Linked DNA regions of Zea mays: region 1 is linked to region 2. A link is a contact called in public Hi-C data. All regions are on one chromosome and are shown on one strand. The core of a region is the stretch at or near the end of the contact, and the rest is flanking DNA. Distances in the headings are between cores, read along the strand shown.

Region 1 (3,980 bases), core at 384-2,883, 200 kb after region 2:
CTCGGCTAGAGCTGGCCGACTCTTGGCGTGACTCGGCGACCTTTCTCCTTCAGCTTCCCTCTGCGAGAGGTTAAATAGAGGAGCACCCCTGTCACTCGGTACACGCGAGAAAACACTTTCAGAACACAGTCCAGCAGCCGAGTGAGGGTATTTCCATCTCGTGACTCTGCGCGCACAGAGAAGCGAGAGGGCAGGTGCCTCCGGAGCCCTTGCCGTTCGAGACCTTGCACGAGGGATCGGCAATTAGGTTTTTGGGGAGCGTCTACGCGACTGCCCAAAGTCTTCTTCCTGCTGACATGACAAGTGAAGTTGGACAAGGATCTAGATCCTCGGAGCGCATGGGAGGGTATGATCAATTCATCTCCTTACTGTTTTTCATTCTGCAAATTATATATGTTCATACCTGCTGTTTTATTTATAGCCATAAATTTATCAAATCTGTTTTGTCGCATTATATCATGACGTGTCTGATGCCTGATCATACTTGTAATATGATAGATCTGTCTGTTTTAATTTTACAGTCATGCTGTTTATGTTGCTATCTGTTTATTTTCAGTTGTTCCATAATAATATATGTTCCATGTTTATATGCTTATTATATTTATATAATTCATATGTTTCATGTTCTCTTGATCCATATTGTTATGGATATATTTGAGATAATGATTTTTATGATTAAACATATTTTATATGTCATCATCATAATGTTAATTTATGGAATTAAAATAATACGGAAAATGCCTATATTTCTAACAGCATCATGCCATCATTCCATCATCATACGATGCACATCATTATTCATAAATATAAAGGGAAAAGAAGGGAAATTGTTCCCCATGTGTACAAGTAAAAAGGATTCTGAAGCCGCTCCCAAAGAAACACAAAGTCAGATCCAGAAAATAAAGGCACATTTAAATTTTTTATCATTCTTTTGCATCGTATATGTTTTCCATTATTTTATACCCTTGTAAAGAGTATATAGAGGAGACAGAAGGGCAAAAAAGGGGACATCATTCTTCCTGAGCAGACATGTGTTTTCCAAGGTATTTTCGACTAAATAAGAATTCGGTTGATAGAACATTTTTTTACAAAGCATAAAAGGAAGGAAATATGTATTTGCTCATTCTGCTCAAACGGTACGTATACTTATTTCAAGCTGCATAAAGAAATATCGCGAGATCTTTACTTATACAGAACATGCATTTCACACAATTGTTCGTATATACAACCGACATATTCTTAAAAGTGTTTTTTACAAAGGCTTCTTAATCTTCGTTCAAAACTTTTTCGACAATTTCATTCAGAGCTTCATCAACAACTTCGTCTATTGCCTTGTGTACCACCTTAAGTTCAGTAAGGACATCTTTCAATTCTAGATCATTTTTAGGATCGTATGGTTCTAGTAGTGGGGGAAGGGCCGCTTTAAAAAAAATTTATATCATAAATCATAGTTAACATGAAGCTAGAACTCATAGAACCAAATAATTCTCCAGCTGCAAAGCTTCTTTGACCTTTTTAGTCGCTTGGACCGATGAGCCTGTAAAGCAAAAATAGAATTGTTAAAAATAGCACTACACAAAAATCTAAGTACAAGATTCAACATTCAGAAAAAAAAACCTCATGCTCAGTCACTCCCCGTCTCACAAAACGCCGCCCTTGGATGAGCCAATCTTCCTCTCGCACGGCCCACTCCTTACCCCCGTCTCACAAAACGCCGCCGCCGCCGTCGACAGCCAACTCCCCGCGCCCCCACCGCCTCCGCGCACCGCCCCACACCTGATTGCGCGTCCAGAGGTATTCAGAGCTCTCTGCTGTGGGAGCAACGAGGGCAGGGATGAGGGAGGTGGTGACGGTGCAGGTCGGCGGTTTCGCGAACTTCGTCGGCTCCCACTTTTGGAACTTCCAGGTGATTAGCTGATCGTTTCCCCGGAAGATCCTTCCTTCCCCGGGTCCTTGCACTCACTGTGCCTGAGCTCGATGACGCCTCGGCAATCTACCTTCTGCTCCGCAGGATGAGCTGCTCGGGCTCGCCGACGACCCCGGCGCCGACCCGGTATTCAGGACCGCCGCGCTCGACATGGACGTCCTGTACCGCGCCGGCGAGACACACCAGGTAGAGAGAGGCTGTCACTCGCTTGGGCACCATCTCCCCCCATCCCCTCCCCCAACTATAGTGGTTTGTTTGGTCATTTCCGTGTTCGTTCACTGACACTGCTCGACTTCTTCAGAGCGTCGCCAGCTACTGCCCTCGCTTGGTATCAGTCGGTTCTCGAGGTAATGGATTGATTTTTGCCATGTTCTTCCTTCTTCATTCTGCGTGCTCATTAGTATTTCTCTGTCGCGGTCGTGAAAATAACATGGTGTGCCATCTGCAGGGTCTCTTGGCTCGTTAAGTTCCTCTGGCACTCTAGGTTCGAGCAGTGCAGCTGCAGATGAGCCCAACATCTTCACATGGCAAGTGATGTTCTAACTCCTATCACTTGTACAATTTAATTCTATGTTCCGTTTTCTCCTTACTAAATGCTTCAAGCGTCATCGATTCTTGGCGTCCCACGTTTGTGAACTGAAGATGATTAGGCAGTAGTTCGGTGTAGTTTGGGTTGTTTTGAGCAATGGGGCTAAAGATACACTAGCTGCAGACTAAAGCTTTACATAGACAAAACCAGTTGCTTGTAAAATTGTACTCTGTTCAAAATCTTGAGTTTTCTATTTATATAACTTTTGCAGTGCAGCTAAATATGTACATTATGACTAGATACATAGTAAATACACTATGACTAGATAGATAGTAGATACATAGTACATACTATGTATCTAGAAAAACCAAAACAGTTTATAATTTGGAAGGGGGAGCATAATGCTGTTGCTGCCAGTGCCAGAAGACACAATTTATCAGTCTTAGCCTCTTAGAATTATAATCCTTGAGTTCTCTAAGGATGCATTGCATACACTCATCTAGAAGCTTGAGAATTGCTTCATGGCATCTGCCTATTGTTGGAAAATCGTCCAACTTTTGCCTTACCATTGCCTGTTGTTGAAAGTGTTGCTTTTGTACTATTGATGCTATGAGATGTATGTTAGTATAGTGGTGATTTAATTCTGAGTGATGAGAGAGCACAAATCCGTAACAGTGTGATAGGATCATGGAATCTTGTGATAACTGGTCTCAGTTGTTGCAGGTCTGGAAAGGTAACAAAATCAGTAGCAAAACCTCATGAGCGAAACTTGTTCCTACAAAGTTTATCTGAAGAAGAACAGAACCCAAGCTCTAGCGATGGCCAAAACAATGCTAGTGTTGAAGATAAGGACCTGGTCGCAAATCTGGAGAATGGAGTCAAATTTTGGACTGATTATTCAAAAGTTCAGTATCACCCTCAGAGCTTATATGAGTTGTATGGATCATGGACAGACTTTGACAGGTTTGATAACTATGGAACTGCAAAGGAGGTGGTTTCAGAATGGTCCCAAATGGAGGAAATGAATGAGAGGCTAAGGTTCTTTGTTGAAGAATGTGACCATATCCAGGTCTTGTCTTTTTTACAGCAAACTATCAATAAACACTCTATTCACACAATGGGCTGTGTTCACTTACATATTTAGTGAATTTATAGAATTTTTCTCTCCTTTTTCGTTGAGGTCTTGACCTTTGAAATTATTGATCTTGATTTACTACAGGGTATCCAGTTTCTTGTGGATGATTCTGGAGGCTTTGCCAGTGTAGCTGCACAGTTTTTGGAGAGTATTGTTGATGATTACACAAATACCCCTGTAATGCTGTATTGTGTGCGGAATCCAGACTCCTATGGGTCTTCCAGAAATCAGTGTGAAACCATCATAAGATCTTTGCATGATGCTGTATCGTTGTCGAAACTTTCATACTACTGCAATCTGATGGTACCAATAGGACTGCCTTCTTTAAGTATGCTTCTGATTGCTTATAATCTTTTACGTAGACTGCCATATAACATGTGATTCTCTTA
Region 2 (3,881 bases), core at 938-3,437:
CATTATCCCTCCTAAATAGCAGGCGAAATATGTTTGGGCCTCTTCAATATGGCCTGATTAAGAAAGTGCATGACCATACAAATGCGATTAAAGGATATGTCTAAAAAGTTAGTCCCAAAGTTGGAACCCACTACAAAATCGAGTGAAGTATTGAACTATTACAAGAGTGGCATAATTCTTACCTTGAGTTCAACGGGTATCTTGAGGCAAAAGGATCAATCCATATGTATACTGAGATTTAACTATGATATTTATGTATTTAATATGTGCCGCTAGGCACCGTTATTAACTAATGCCATGAAAATAATTTTCGATCATGGTCATCCACACATGAACCTAAAGGGTACAGTTGCATAGACGAGTGACTCTAGTACGAGCGAGAGATTATTGATTATATATCCAAAAGGAAATAGTGATCCATGAGAATATTAATGGCTCTTTAGGATAAAAGCTCATTAGCAGGGGTGTGTACATACGAAGGGGTTGGTGTGCTAGAATTAGGAGAATCATGAGAATATTAATGCATAAGACGCCGCCGTATTTCATCTCTTCGAATTCGGATCGAATACAGATATTATTGAGTTGTGTCGGATAAGATTTGAATGGATATCGATACCTTAGATATCCAACTTTGAGTATACGGATATAAATCGGATACGGGTTGGATAAATATCCAGACTCGAATACGGATCAGATTTCAACACTCTTAGACAGATCAAATTCGAATACAGACGGATAATATTCGTACCACTTATACTAGGTTTTAGGGTCCCGAAATATATAAAAACCATCACTCGAAAACTCCACCCCAGAGAGATAAAATTAGAATCTACTCCTGATGCACGATGATGTTTATGTCTAGGAAAAAAAACTAGTTCAGGCCAAGTCGCCCTGGTCGTTTGAGATCGAGAGACTGGGCTCGCTCTTGGCTAGTAGGGTGCAACCACTACAGCTTTGCTTTTGTGGGCACACACACACGCTGTAGTTGGCTGGTCCATGCCTGATCTTCACCATCATCCTCCCCTGCTATCTGCTAATTCTTTAAGACCCTGTCTGCCAGTTGCCAACTGCAACTTAAACAAATCATGATCATGACTCTCTTTTTGTTTGAGCATAAACTCATCACCAAGTCTGTATTCCTAGTAGCACATTGTTAGCACAGTACTGCTTGCAGCTGGTGAGCTGTCACAGTCGAACGAGAATCTGGAGTGCGATGCGAGTGGCCCATGGCAACACCCTCACACACACACACACAAAAAAAAAAAAGAGGAATGGGAATGCTTGGACTGCGTGCATCTCACCGGATCTCCCCAAGCTTCCATGGCCCAACCAGAAAGAGGGGAGGGACCAGGGTATCAATCTTCTCTAGGAATGGCAACGTGAAATTTCACATCAGGTTTTAGCTCATCATCTCTGACCACGCAACGAAAAAAATTCTACACGGCGATCCCTACGAACGTTTGCGAGGGAGATTTTTTCCCGTCACCATTCCGCGCGGAGATAAATTCTCGTTGGGATCCTCCATCCTCGCTTAAATTACAATTATAACGTACTTCATATGTTGTTAATATAAAATATTGCTACTTATATACATTGTGAGATCTAAGAAATCAACATATGTACATTAAAATAAACACACGTTTCACATTTGTATAATTAGTGGTCTCTTAATAAGATAATTATTTTTTTATCATTAACTATTACATGAAAACATCGTTACGTGTCAATTTAACGGGTTTCCGCGATGAACGGGGATGGAAACCGTCCCCATTTACCCATCGGAGGAGAATTTGTACCAGTTTATAATTCTCCTCACCTCACCACCAGCGCCGCCCATTACTCTATATGATTAAAAAAACATGCAGGGGTTAAGATAGGATAAGATAAGATATATACTAACCCCTTGCATAACGTGCTCCTACGCAATGTGGAGAAAGAGACAGAGGGGGGGGCATGGTGAACAGCAGGTCTTGGGAGCAATCTCCGGGGGATCTGAAACTAATAAAGATTCCCCTCCCTGCCTTGCCCCCCTCCAAATCTGTCCAGCAAAGCAAGATACGTTCTCGTGTCATGTAATGTGAAGATTCTTTTTTATATATTTATTTATTGCAGCCCAGGTCAAGAGTTCAAGATGTGTGGGTGTGACCCTTGCGGTCCCTGACGGGCCGGGCAATTTGGCCAATCAGCTTTTAACTTGGATCACTGCGTGTCTTGTCCTCCCGCTGGGCTGTGGTCGCCGGCACCGGCTTTGGGTACGCCCGCGGGCAGCGCAGAAGGAGAATTCATCTTTCAGAACTGTAGTAGACAGAATTAGGTATCCACAGCATCAGCTAGGAATCTAAGCCACGGTCGATTCATCATTCTAGATGCTATAAAAAAATGAGAGGAGAGGAGAGGAGACAAACCTGCAGCTTGAATTCTAGTAGTAGTGGCGGCAAAAAATAAAGATAAGATGGGCAAGCAAGCAGGAATCAGCAGGATAGGAGAGGGCATCAGCAGCTTTACGGGGACAGCAAAAGGCAGCCTTTAAATTTTTATTCGCACCACCAATGGCCTGCAAACGGGGGAGATTAGACGCTGTTTTCTTCAACGGGAATGAGCATGTGCGCAGGGGCCCGCCCCGCGCCTTTCTACCAAAAGACGCGGTCCGCGTAAAGGGCGGCAGCATCTCTAGTAGTCGCTGCGGTGGTGGCCCTTGCCGTCCACCACCACCACCACCACCTATCTATGTATCTATCTCTTCACTGATTCCATATATTATTCCGTGCTTCCTCCTCATCCATTCCAACTTCCCCATGAATCAGCTGCTTTGCCGAGTGTCAACACTCGGCAAAGCCTAGAAAACACTTAGTTAAGCCTTTGCCGAGTGTGACACTTGGCAAATAAAGCTCGGTGAACTATACATCGACAATGACTTCTTTGCCGAGTACTTTTTATCGGACACTTTGTCGAGTGTCAGCCAGTACTCGACAAATAAAAGTCGCTGTCACGGCGCTAGGTAACGGCGATGGAGTCTGTGCCGAGTGTCCACTGTACTGACATTCGGCAAAGAAGTTCCCTGTGGGCCTCTTTACCGGGTCTTTCGTCGAGCGTATTAGATGGCACTTGGCAAAGACTCCCTCTTTGCCGAGTGCCAGCCGAACTAGCACTCGACAAAGAAATCACCAGCAGGTCTCTTTGTCAGTTCCTTTGCCGAGAGCATTAGGAGGCTCTCGCCAAAGGTTGCTTCTTTGCCGAGTGCCAAGGCCACAGCACTCGGCAAAAAGGTTGTGCCGGTGTGCCTTCTTTGCTGAGTGTTATGACACTGACACTTGACAAAGAACCTCTTTGTCGAGGGTTACACTCGGCAAAGTGACCAGAATATCCCTTTTTTATTTGTTTTTGCTATTCCTTCCAAACAAACAAAAGATATATCACATAATCATCACATATACATCACAGATATCACATAATCATCACATACATAATAGAGACCACATATTTCACAAAAACTATAGATCTCACAAGTTTTTCACAAACATGTCTATGTTCATACCAAGTTTCACCAACATAAGTATTACCAACTCTCAAACATAAGTTTTTCACAAACATAAGTTCAGGACAAGTTTCTCACAAATCTCAATCACCAATAAGCTAAGAGAAAATCATCATCAAGGTGGGCGGCTGGACTGGTGCGGCGATGGGCTGGGCGATCCATGAGGGTTGTTGGATGTCACTCCAGATTGTCCCAGTACAGAGAAGATATTGCATGTGTTATACCAGATGAATATATTTCATGCAGGACTAGAATTTTGATACTCACAGGAGTATGGAACTGAGCAGGGTCAACTGGAGGGAACAACAGAGGTGGTGGAGCAAGATCATGTGCATCGCCAAGGCTC

What was found. Hi-C and Micro-C count contacts between places; a contact is called where the count stands out from the background.
Region 1: a contact with region 2 is called in a Hi-C map of leaf, with 5 times the contacts expected there. The contact joins the promoter of LOC100273622 here to the enhancer-like site in region 2. A contact is called at or near these places in 2 of 25 Hi-C or Micro-C datasets (ear and leaf).

Annotation. Positions count from the first base shown.
Region 1 is chr1:168,373,258-168,377,237 of Zm-B73-REFERENCE-NAM-5.0, forward strand. LOC100273622 reads left to right here and starts at 1,634. Exons shown (of 9, transcript NM_001148038.1): 1 at 1,634-1,906; 2 at 2,012-2,113; 3 at 2,229-2,274; 4 at 2,376-2,454; 5 at 3,180-3,525; 6 at 3,676-3,919. The coding sequence starts at 1,835.
Region 2 is chr1:168,172,959-168,176,839 of Zm-B73-REFERENCE-NAM-5.0, forward strand. No RefSeq gene overlaps it. Among protein-coding and RNA genes, the nearest start is that of LOC111590807, 52 kb to the right of the region's middle. Within about 2 kb of position 2,188, at least 16 of the 20 cell types and tissues checked have an H3K27ac peak or open chromatin away from gene starts, as enhancers often do. A contact at or near this core is called in ear and leaf, where this site is marked.